2 separate regions of the Capra hircus genome follow, and region 1 is linked to region 2. A link is a contact called in public Hi-C data. All regions are on one chromosome and are shown on one strand. The core of a region is the stretch at or near the end of the contact, and the rest is flanking DNA. Distances in the headings are between cores, read along the strand shown. Region 1 overlaps CSAD (cysteine sulfinic acid decarboxylase). Region 2 holds the start of PFDN5 (prefoldin subunit 5).

What was found. A called contact is a pair of places that touch in the nucleus more often than the background predicts.
Region 1: a contact with region 2 is called in a Hi-C map of liver, with 2.1 times the contacts expected there. The contact joins the enhancer-like site here to the promoter of PFDN5 in region 2. A contact is called at or near these places in 4 of 5 Hi-C or Micro-C datasets (blood and liver).

What each region holds. Positions count from the first base shown.
Region 1 is chr5:26,571,454-26,574,153 of ARS1.2, forward strand. CSAD (cysteine sulfinic acid decarboxylase) reads left to right here. Exons shown (of 15, transcript XM_018047688.1): 6 at 345-460; 7 at 1,130-1,209; 8 at 1,523-1,577. Among named protein-coding and RNA genes, the nearest start is that of ZNF740, 18 kb to the left of the region's middle. Within about 2 kb of position 1,293, at least 1 of the 5 cell types and tissues checked has an H3K27ac peak or open chromatin away from gene starts, as enhancers often do.
Region 2 is chr5:26,460,318-26,463,017 of ARS1.2, forward strand. It overlaps PFDN5 (prefoldin subunit 5), which reads right to left and starts at 1,441. Exons shown (of 6, transcript XM_005679909.1): 1 at 1,251-1,441; 2 at 942-1,044; 3 at 608-639. The coding sequence starts at 1,322.

The sequences.
Region 1 (2,700 bases), core at 43-2,542, 110 kb after region 2:
TCTCCTTTGTTTCTTCTCCAACTGGGCTTGGGCCAAACCAGAGAGAAGCTGCCCAGTCTCCTGTATCCTTGTGTTTGCAAAACAGTCCACGGGATTGGTTCCTGCCGTCCTGGCGGGGGGTGGAGGGAGGCTTCTGGATCGGCCCAGGGTGAGGAGCGGGGTGATCAGGAGATCTGCAGATGCTGCCATCCTGGGTCACTAGCATGCCATTTGTCAAATCCTCGGAACCCATGGCCACGTAGCCAGTCACTTGTGCTTCTGGGTGGAGAGTTCTGGAGAGCCAAGCTCCAGTTTTGACCCACTGCCACTTCCTCTTGCCACCACCCCTTCCTTCCCTGTGACAGGTGGCTCCATCTCCAACATGTATGCTGTGAACCTGGCCCGCTATCAGCGATACCCAGACTGCAAACAGAGGGGCCTCCGGGCACTGCCGCCCCTGGCCCTCTTCACATCGAAAGAGGTGGGAAGAGGCACAGGCCTACCCTGGGCTCCCGGTTCTAATCTCCAGCCAGCTGAGTCCGGGACCCACAACTCAGCCTGCCCAGACCCTTCTCCTCTGAGGCTGGCCTCCCCTGTAGGTGGTTGTGCTTCCTTCCAACCAAAGGGGCTGTGTGAGGGCCCTGTTCACCTTGCCTGCTGTCTGGGGTAGCGGAGCGGCATCCAGTGCCGTGCACACAGTCTGAGAGTGTGGTCCATGGACCAGTGGCATCACTGTCACTTCTGGTTGTTTAGTCACTAAGTCGTGTCTGACTCTTGGCAGCCCTGCGGACTGTAGCCCGCCAGGCTCCTCTGTCCGTGGGATTTTTCAGGCAAGGATACTGGACTGGGTTGCCATTTCCTTCTCCAGGGGAGCTTTCCCACGCAGGGGTCGAACCCGTGTCTCCTGCACTGCAGGCATATTCTTTGCCACTGAGCCACCAGGGAAATCAGTATCACTTGGGAGCTTGTTAGAAATGCCGAGCCTTGGGCCCCTGTGCAGACCTACTGAATGTGAATCTGCCTCTTTACCAGACACACTGGTGACTTGCAGGCACGTGAGTGTTTGAGAAGCCCTGGTCTACAGGGTCCCAGCCATTTTTAACCAGTCCCTTTCCTCCCCACCCTCCCTGCCCTCTTCCCTCCCCCACAGTGTCATTACTCCATCAAGAAAGGAGCCGCTTTTCTGGGACTTGGCACCGACAGTGTCCGAGTGGTCGAGGCAGATGAGAGGTGAAGGTCCTTCTGTCTGCGCGGCTCAGGCCCAGCCTGGCACAACATGTCTTCCCCTTGCCAGAGGCTCTGGCCTCGGGCCCACGCCGCGGCGGACTTCTCTCCCTGCTCTCTTGCCTCCCGGTTGCCTCTTCTGTCTGCCAGTGCCTGCTAGAGTCTCCGCCCTGTCCCCTGAGATCTGTTTACCCCTCTTGGGGAAAAATCAACATTGCGGCCTCCCCATTGCTAACCACATGTTACCCTGCTCTTGAAAGTTCTGCCGCCTAGCCTAGAGAATCTATTACTTCTCTACCCACTCAGTTTTCTCTTCCAGAGGGAAAATGATCCCTGAGGATCTGGAGAGGCAGATCAGCTTGGCCAAGGCCGAGGTGAGTGAGTGGGAGGCGCTGGGCCAGTGGAGCGGGGCCCCTCTGCTCCTTTCTCGGAGGGTCTTTGACTGGCCCTACTCAAGGCACCCCTCCCTTCTCCCCCTGCACTCTATGCCCGTCTTCCCGGCGGGCTGAAGTGACCCCTCCCTCCCGGGTGATCCCAGTCCTGCCGATCAGACGCTGGGACAAGGGCAGAACTGAGTCCCTGAGTAGAGTCGCAGGGAGCACTGCAGGGGGGATGCTGGGGACCTGGAGGGTAGCACAGAAGGTTTCTGCGAGCTGGGAGGGTCTGTGCAGGGCGAGCAGCGTGGACTTGGAGTGATGGGAGACGTGGAGGCCCCTTCACCTGGGGGACACAGAGATACTGCAGCCATCTTAGAGGGCATTTCAGCACTGTCTGTGCCATTTTTAAATGTATCTATCCACTGACTCAGAGTCCTACTACTAGGATTAGCCCATAAATTTTCATTACAAAGTGCTTAGAATTGTGTGCACTGGGGCGAAGTGTAAAATTTTAAGAAACATTTTAGTATTCATCAGTAGATAAATTATGGTGTATCTGTGTCAGTTTCTTCCTTTGCAAAATGAGCATGATATAGAACTGATCACGGAGTTGTTATAAGGCTGAAATTAATGGTATGTAAAGCACATGAAAATGCCTCAACTATGTACTTATGTATAAATTTTAAAAATATGTTTATATCACCACATGCAAATAGTTGCAGCACCATTTTTTCTTAAACTTTATTTTGTGTTGGGGTATAGCCAGTTAACAATGCTGTGATAGTTTCAGGTGAATAGCAAAGGGATTTAGCCTTACAGATACATGTATCCATTCTCCCCCAAACTCCTCCCGTGTCCATGCTGCCACTTAGCATTAAGCAGAGTTCAGTCGGTCCTTGTTGGTTATCCGTTTTAAATATAGCTGTGTGCGCATGTCCATCCCAAACTCTCTCATCCTCCTTTCCCCACCCCAGCAACCATAAGTTTGTTCTCCAAGTCTGTGAGTCTCTTTCTGTTCTGTAAGTTTATTTGTATCATCTCTTTTTAGATTCCTCATAGAAGGGATGTCATAGGGTATTTCTTCTTCTCTGTCTGACTTACTTCATTCCGTATGACCATC
Region 2 (2,700 bases), core at 191-2,690:
CCAGCCTCACTTTCTCTTTAACACTCCCAGACATGAATTAGCTAATTCCTGATGGATTTAACGTTGATTATTTAAGTAATCCCTACTATGCTGCTATTCCTGTGTTTCCTTTTCAGCCTGTCCATTCTCAGGTAGTTTATGGGTGCCCTATTGCCATAACTTACTCAAATACAACATTCAACAGGTAAGACATAATTCAGGTTTCTTAGTAACAACAGTTAGGAATAAGAGCCATAATTAAACTGAAATTGAGGATTAATAAACAGAACCAACCCCTTTGTTTCCAAATCCTCTATTCTATTGCTTATGTTTTCTAAGTTACAGTAAAAATGTAAACCACCAGTTCTACCTCTCTACTAGGTTATATCCTCAGAGAGCAAAGGGAAATAATCACACCTCAATTCTAAACGCATACACCTGGGTGCTCACCAAGCATTAATTAGTTGCTGGCCTTAGGTTAGACAGCAGAGCTAAGCTTGTGTTAACAGCAGTCTCAGAACCATCTAGGCACTCTGGAATAATCAAAATCTCCCGCCCTTTTTTGAAGGTTGTTAGGTGTGAGGGAGAAAACGAGAGGGCAGGGAAAAGGCTCCTGCGGAAAGGATACAGAACTCGTCAGTGGGACAAGTAATTCTTTCCCTGTGAAAGCAATGAAGACAAACATGTGGGGAAGGTTGGCAGCTCCAACTTTTAAAGGGAGTTTCGAAGCGGCACGGCGCCCGAAAACTATACGAAAAGGACGAAAACAGAGGCAACAGGAGCAGGAAAATGTCCTGGACATTTCAACTCTAGATAAGCAACATGCAAAGGGCTCCTGCAGCGGTACACAATACGTAATGGACTGCTCTCTCGTCTCAGGTAAGAAAACTGGACTAGGAGGCGGGAAGAGAGAAGCCGGCTCGCCACATCTCCCAGGTTCCCTTCGCACGCCTACCCCGTACCCTCGTTGTTTTTCTTCAGCACGTTCAGACAGTCCTTGGCTTCCACATACTTGGTCTGAACCACCTTGAGCTGGGCAATGGACGTGGACAAGAACTCCACCTCCTACAGAGAACAGGAATGAGGGTCAGGGTGGGGGCTCGCGGGAGAAGCGGGCACTGCCAGAGAAGGGGCGGGTCCTGGGACGGGGTGGGGGTTTCGCCTGGGAAGAGAATTCTCCCCAAGAGGGGAAGAGTGGGGGGCAAGGAAGTACGCGCTGGGGGGGAAGGGAAGTGAGGCGGGAAAGGGGTGCTTTCGGAGCCTATCCCCACCTGGTCCAGTTGGTTCTTGAGCATTTCTAGCTGCGGCAGATTCAGCTCGGTGATGTTAACCGACTGCGCCATGTTGGGAAGGAGGGCTTATGAAGCGGAAACCCTCTGGGAGAGCAACGCTCTAGCCGTCCTCTGCGTATCTCTATGGCTACGCCTAGAGGCCTCGCAGCGCTAGACGTCTCTATGGTCCTTCAACCCAGAAGAGGAGGAGGCTCGCGGCGGGGCGGAGGGTACGGAATCTTCGGCGTGACTTCCCATGGAATAGAAAGGGCTGCGGCGTTTTCTTCTCACAAAATATCCCAAGCCTCGCATAATCAAGTTCTAACGAACAGGATTCTTATGCTCAAGAAACTTAATCTTACTCAGGCCTTGGGACTTCCCTGGTGGTCCAGTGGTTACGAATCCGCCTGCCAATGCAAGGGAAAGGGGTTCCATCCCTGGTGCGGGAAGAGCCTACATGCCAAGGATCAACAAAGCCCCTTGTGCAGCAACTGCTGAGCACAGCTCCTGCAAGGGGCAGCTACTGAAGCCTGGGCGCCTAGAGCCTGTGCTCGGCAACAAGAGAAGCCACCGAAATAAGTCCACACACCCACTATGAAGTGTAGCCGCTACTCCCTGCCACTAGAGAAAACCCGCGCAACACCATAACCACAGCGGTGGTATAAACCTGGTGACAACAGGCAAGGAAGAAGCTTGGGAAGTTCTAGGAGCAAGGGACAGGGGGGACAGTAGCATTATGAAAGGGATGCTTCGCGCAGATAAAGCCAGAGTCTGGTGGTTGAGGGAACAGGAAGGAGGCACGTTATGACCCACAGTACAGCAGTAGCTTTATTAATCAACACAGTGTTTTACCATGTGCTAGAAGTGAAGGATCCATGAGTGTAAGATACATAGTTCTGAGCTTAACAATCTAGTTGGGGAGAGGAAAACCATACGTAAGTCGCAAAACTTCCCAATGTGTATGTGTGTGTTAGTTGTTCAGTCGTGTCCAACTCTTTGCGATCCCATGGACTGTACCCCCCTAGGCTCCTCCAGGCAAGAATACTGGGGTGGGTTGCCATTTCCTTCTCTGGGGGAATCTTCCAGACCCAGGGATTGAATCCAGGTCTCCTGCATTGCAGGCAGATTCTTTACCATCTGAGCTACAAAAACTCTCCAGAACCTGCTGCTAAAGTGCATGGCACTGAGAAGCCTAATAGCTGAATGTGGGGGAAGGACAATATCCACTTAGGAGGGGGCAGGGCAACTGAGGCAGTAAAGCTAATGTCATTCCGAGGATACCAGAGGCAGGAAGTCAAGATAGATATGAGTGTACCTGGCCAAGACATTCTCAATGGATCTCTCTCTACCTTTCCTCAGGGCTTTGTCCCCACTTAGATCATTTTGATACCCTGCTCTCCTTTAGCTTTGTCTGCTGAGGCCAAGCCAGGTCCTGTGGTTTGCCTTTCTT